Linked DNA regions of Ovis aries: region 1 is linked to region 2. Evidence: chromatin contacts called from public Hi-C data. All regions are on one chromosome and are shown on one strand. The core of a region is the stretch at or near the end of the contact, and the rest is flanking DNA. Distances in the headings are between cores, read along the strand shown. Region 1 overlaps BCL7A (BAF chromatin remodeling complex subunit BCL7A). Region 2 overlaps MLXIP (MLX interacting protein).

Region 1 (2,700 bases), core at 138-2,637, 65 kb after region 2:
CACAGGAGCATCACTCACGGTGGCCCAGATGTCCATTAACAGATACGCAGATAAGCACAATGTGTCCACCCACACAGCAGAGTATTATTCAGCCACGAAAAGGAACGAAGCACTGACCCAGGCTACTATGTGCATGAACCGTGACACCATGATGCTGAGTGACAGACGTCAGTCAACAAAAGACACAGGGTGCATGACTCCATTTCTGTGAAAGGACCAGGAAAGACAAATCCACAGAGACAGAAAACACAGACTGGTGGAGGCCAGGGATAGAGGAATGGGAAATGACAGCTGAAGGGCACAGGGTTTCCTGTTAGAGTGACGAGAACTGTTTGGAACTAGACAGAGGTGGTGACTGTACAACATGATGAATGTGCTAAATGGTACTGAATTGCTCGCTTTAAAATGGTGCCTTGCATGCTATGGGAATTTCACCTCAATTTAAATAAAAGAAAAATCCATGTTAACCTTATATTCTAGTTCACATTATAAGTTTGCTTTAACAAACCTTTGCAGTTACTATTATCCTCCTTCTCTCTTGACTACGGACCTCTTTTTTTAAAAAAAGAAGCACTTATTTTTTTGGCTGGTGTAGGTCTTAGCTGTGGCATGTGGGATCTAGTTCTCTGAGCAGGGATCAAACCCCAGCCCCCTGCACTGGGAGCACAGAGTTTTAGCCACTGGACCAGGAGGGAAGTCGCGACAGAGCCCTTTCTGCCCTACGTGGTGGGCTTTGCAGAGAGGAGAGGGAGGTGGGGGCCCAGACGCAGGCTTAGAAATCATGAAGGTGGCGAGTCACCCACAGTGTGGGTCCACGGAGTCACGCTGACCCCTTGCTTGGCCCAAGAGCACAGCGGGAACTGGCCTTGGAGCTGGCCGAGCATTCCAGGCAGGCCCCGCTGCTGCGCCCTGGTTCTCTCAGCCCAAGGCACTGGAACTCACCCAGGGGAAATTATTTTCCAAGGGCCTAAATTTAGTCCAGGGACTTTGGACATTATGTCATTCCCTGAACTCACTTAGCAGTAAACAAGTTCAAAGCAAGGTCAACAGCTGGCGACCAACCTGCTCTGTCCTGCAGGAAGTGGACCCCCACCTGGGGAAGGCCCCTGACAGTGTGTAGGTGTGTCCCCTGGGCAAAGCTGGGCAACTGTGCCGGCCCAGAGGACTGGCCTGGCCGGGAAGGGACGCCCATGTGGTTCCCATGGACCTGAGGCAGCGGGTAGGAGTGACAGGGTCCTAACACAACAGCCATGAAAGCGTGGACCCGACAGAATTCCCGCAGCTGAGCGCTGGGAAAGGAGACGCACACCCGAAACACAGGAAAACCGAGGGCAGGCCCAGAAAGCCGGGATATGGCCACACCGGCCCTGCCCCTCATCGCTCCGCCCTCCCTCTGCCCCGCCCACCCCGCAAGCTCCACCTCCTTTCCCAGGGACCTGAAGCCTCCTTTCCCAGTGACCTGACGCGACAGGCAACTTTAATTTGTCTTGAGGAAACAGGAAGGTGCACAGGAGGTCATGCTGCCGGCCTGAGGCCACACAGCCAGCACGGGTTGGCCCAGATGTGACCAGCCCGTCCTGCATTCATGGCCCCGTCCCAGCACCTCTCCCCAGGTCCGGGCAGCGGCCCCGTGAGGAGGAGAGTGCTGTACACGGGAGAAGGCTGCACCAAAGTCGCTGGGATGGAGTTCTCAACGGGTGGTGGTGTTTTCCCCCATTCCCCTAGGGGACATCTGCCCCACCTGGAAACATTTTTGGTGTCACTAAAATGGGGGAGGATGCTACTGGCATCTAGTGACTGGGATGTTTCTCAGTACTCCACCATGCACAGGACACCCCCACAGCAAAGAATCACCCGGCCCCACAAATCTACAGAGCCCAGGCAGAAAGGCCCTGCTCCGGGGGAAGCCATTCCGCCCATGGCACGGGTGGAAAAGGGGGAGACCACTACACTGTAAATGCCCACTGCCCTTTGCCCCCATAGCCCCATCCACGGCCACATCCTCCAGACTCATTCACATCTGAGCAAAGGTGCCAAGGGACATGAGTACAAGATGCCTTTCAGCACCATCGGTGCAGGAGAAACAACTCAAATAACCCATCAACACGGAGACTATTTAAATACATCATGGTACAGTCACAGCTCTGAATGATAAGCTGGTAAAGAGAATAAGAAAGACCCGTATGTCTTAACGTGGAACTATCTCCATGGTGACTGTTAAGTGAGAGTGTTCTAAAACGGGAGGTAATCATCTCACATAGATGCTTCTAGGTACAGACTACCTCTAGAAGGCCCCACAACAGACCCAGCAGTGGTGGTCTGTTAGGGCACCTTAATCTGCTTCCTAATTCAGATCCTCCTGGCACATGGGCACATTCCCCTGACCTCCCCAGGTACTGCCCTGTGGTCCCTTCTGCCTGGATTGCTTGGTTCCCTCCTATCTCTGCTCATCCTTTAAGCCCAAGTCAGACAGCACCTCTTCCAGGGAGGCTTCCCAGAGGGCCCCAGTCTCCATTTCCCTATTGTATCTGACCACAAAGTCAAGACCCCTTATGTTCCAGGCAGTGCCAGAATGAGTCAGGTGGGCTATTTAATTCAGACTCAGATAACCTTTGCACAGAAAATCTAAAGGAATAGTCTCTTCTTCCTCAAAGACATGCGCATTCCCCCCCAGACTCTCTACTCTTAGTAGAAAAAAAG
Region 2 (2,700 bases), core at 12-2,511:
GAGTTAAATGGCCTTTGCCAACAAAGCTGGTGGCAGGCAAGGGACGCTCCCTGGAGGTACAGACTGCTCAGATGGTTTAGTTTTCCACGGGCTGTGCCAGAAGCCACCTCTGAGCTGCTGGCATAGGGCTTCCCCTCTCCAGATGGCTGAGATGGGCAAGGCCTTCTTTCTGGTCCATACCAAAGGGGGTTTTGTGAGTTCTTCATCACTGCAGGCCACAGCCCTGCCCTGTTCTCCAAAGCCACTCAGAGAGGCCATGTGACAAGCAGAGATGTGCCAGCAGTCACAACAGCTGGGGTCTTCAAAGAGAGCGCCTAAGTAATAAACGCTCCCCAAACCTGGGCACCTGGTTTCTTCATCAGAAGCTCTTGGCAAATCTCATACCCCATCCTCCAACCCAGCACCGGGCCAGGCTGTGGACTGTAGGAGAGAAGGCTGAGACCCCCACAGAGAAAACATCACAGCAAGTCCTCTGAGAACTGGAGGGTCAGACAGACAGCAGCAGCCTCAGCTCAAAGGGTCAGGGGCTTTAAGCCAGTCACATGCCTTTCTGCCCCTGCTCCCCCAGTCCAAAGGCACTTCGACTTCAGCTGTCACCCACATTCACAGCCAGCAGCCTGGTGTTTCTGAGTCTCTGTGCTGCAACTGCATACTAGAAGTGAACTATTATAGCCACGTAACTCCTCTGACATGCCAGTTTCCTGGGTAAAATCACAATAACACCATTGCCTCCAGAGTGTTTTAAGAAGGATTAAGTGTACACACACGCAGCCACATTCTTAAGACACACAGCAGAGGTAACCCCTAAAGAATATTTTTTTAAAAACCCACAAAACTAACCAGCGGGCTTAAATATAAACCCACCCTTACTTCTGCTTTGTTATGTAAGATGTAGTGGATGATGAGAGCGTAAGAGCGCCTTAGAGAGGTTGGATGACACCAACATCTTCAATTACTTACCATGAAATGGGTGGGAAGAGTCAGAGAGAGGCCAGACCCTGGAGGCTAGAAACCCGCTCTGATAAAGTAACTTTCGGGTTCTCATCTTCTTCCCCCTAAAGTGCAGGATGCCTGCCTCTTCCGACCATGGGGATGTTCACTGCTTATGTCCAACGGCTATCCCCCATCACCCCAGGCTTCTGTAATACCGCAACAGCCGACAGGCGGCGCTCAGCTGACACGAACAAGCCAGTCTGAAACCAAAACTAAAACCTAAACCGCCCTGAGAGCTGGAGAGGGTGCCAGCAGAGGCGATGGCTGATGGGACACTCGCCCACACACGGCAACCTGACTGCACACAAAGTGCTAGAAAAACGCGGGACACACATCTAGATGTCTCCTTACCGGAAGGGCTGCTCCCGCCTTTGATGTGGTGTCACTGTTAACCTTTGATGAGGACAGGAGACATTCCCCACGCAGACACCCACAGACAAGGACAGGGACCCTTTCTGTGGAGGCACCCCAAGTCTAGTTTCCTACGGGACGTACAAGACAGGCTGCTCTAAGGAGTTCTAACAGGCAGCTCCTTGGCAGGGATCCCTAGAGCAGGATTCCCAGAAAGCACCTACGGTCAGACTTCTGCTCCCCCCAACCCCACCCCAGCTTAACTTGGCTTCCAGACACGGTTGGCTGGGATGCTTCTTCGCCTAACTCAAGGTTCTGCCATATTCCTTCTTTAAAGTGTAACCAGAAACACATTATTAAAATTTCTGAGGTCTTCTCTGGTAGTCCAGCGGCTAAGACTTTGTTCCCCCAATACAGGGGGCCCAGGTTCGATCCCTGGTCAGGGAACTAGATCCCACATGCCCACAATGAAGATCAAAGATCCCACGTGCCATGACTAATGCCTGGCGCAAACAACTAAAATTTTAAAATGTAAAAAAGAAAAAAATATTTCCGAGACTACTGGCTTCGCCCTCAATAAACAAAAGACCTCCTCTGGCCTTACCTCCCAACCCTGCCTTCTTAAACATCACCCCCCACACCAACACCAGGGCTTCCTGGTTAGAACAGGGACCCTGGATTCAGCCCTTACTCTCCCAATCTGACTCCGGGAAGGCCAGGGTCTGGGTCTGACTCATCCGAGCACAGTGCCTGGCATGTGGGAGGTGTGATTAAATATGGAATGACTAAATGAAAGCTAAACTTCTCCATAAAGAAAAGTCTTCACACACCCCCTACCACGGCCGTCCTTCTTAGAAGACAGGTTCATGACACAGGGCAAGAAGTCTACAGCACAACAAACTCTCTCTCGAAACTGCTGCTGAGGGGAATGGCAAACTGAATTCTCTGGCAGTCTGGCAAGAGACTGCTTTGGAATGAAAATTAAAATGCAAGCCTTGCACAGACAGGAGCTGGCATTAAGAACGGGGAAGGATGAAACTGAGGCGGGGATTTAGGGTTCTGCTGGTTCTAGGGAAGATGAGCTCTGAACTCCTGGTCAGAGCATTCTCGGCAAAAGAAAGCAGGCACAGGCTCCAAGGTCTACTGCTGTGGGGCCCAGGCAGTGGTGGAGTCCATTCGTTTGGTCATGCAACCATATTTGCTTGTAAGGTATTACTTTTTCACCATTCCTCACGCTTCCTGGAATCCCACTGGCAAAATGTTCCCAGGCCTACACTACCCAAAGTAATCTACAGACTTAAAGCAATACCTATCAAAATACCCATGACATTTTTCACAGAACTGGAATAATCTTAA

Evidence for each region. Hi-C and Micro-C count contacts between places; a contact is called where the count stands out from the background.
Region 1: a Hi-C map of liver shows a contact between it and region 2, with 5 times the contacts expected there. The contact joins two enhancer-like sites. A contact is called at or near these places in 9 of 16 Hi-C or Micro-C datasets (blood, liver, mesenteric adipose tissue and 4 more).

What each region holds. Positions count from the first base shown.
Region 1 is chr17:53,340,329-53,343,028 of ARS-UI_Ramb_v3.0, forward strand. All of the region lies in intron 5 of BCL7A (BAF chromatin remodeling complex subunit BCL7A), which reads right to left. Among named protein-coding and RNA genes, the nearest start is that of TRNAG-CCC, 6.4 kb to the right of the region's middle. Within about 2 kb of position 1,388, at least 18 of the 54 cell types and tissues checked have an H3K27ac peak or open chromatin away from gene starts, as enhancers often do. A contact at or near this core is called in liver and muscle, where this site is marked.
Region 2 is chr17:53,275,435-53,278,134 of ARS-UI_Ramb_v3.0, forward strand. The region is part of intron 1 of MLXIP (MLX interacting protein); the gene reads right to left. Among named protein-coding and RNA genes, the nearest start is that of MLXIP, 40 kb to the right of the region's middle. Within about 2 kb of position 1,262, at least 26 of the 54 cell types and tissues checked have an H3K27ac peak or open chromatin away from gene starts, as enhancers often do. A contact at or near this core is called in liver and muscle, where this site is marked.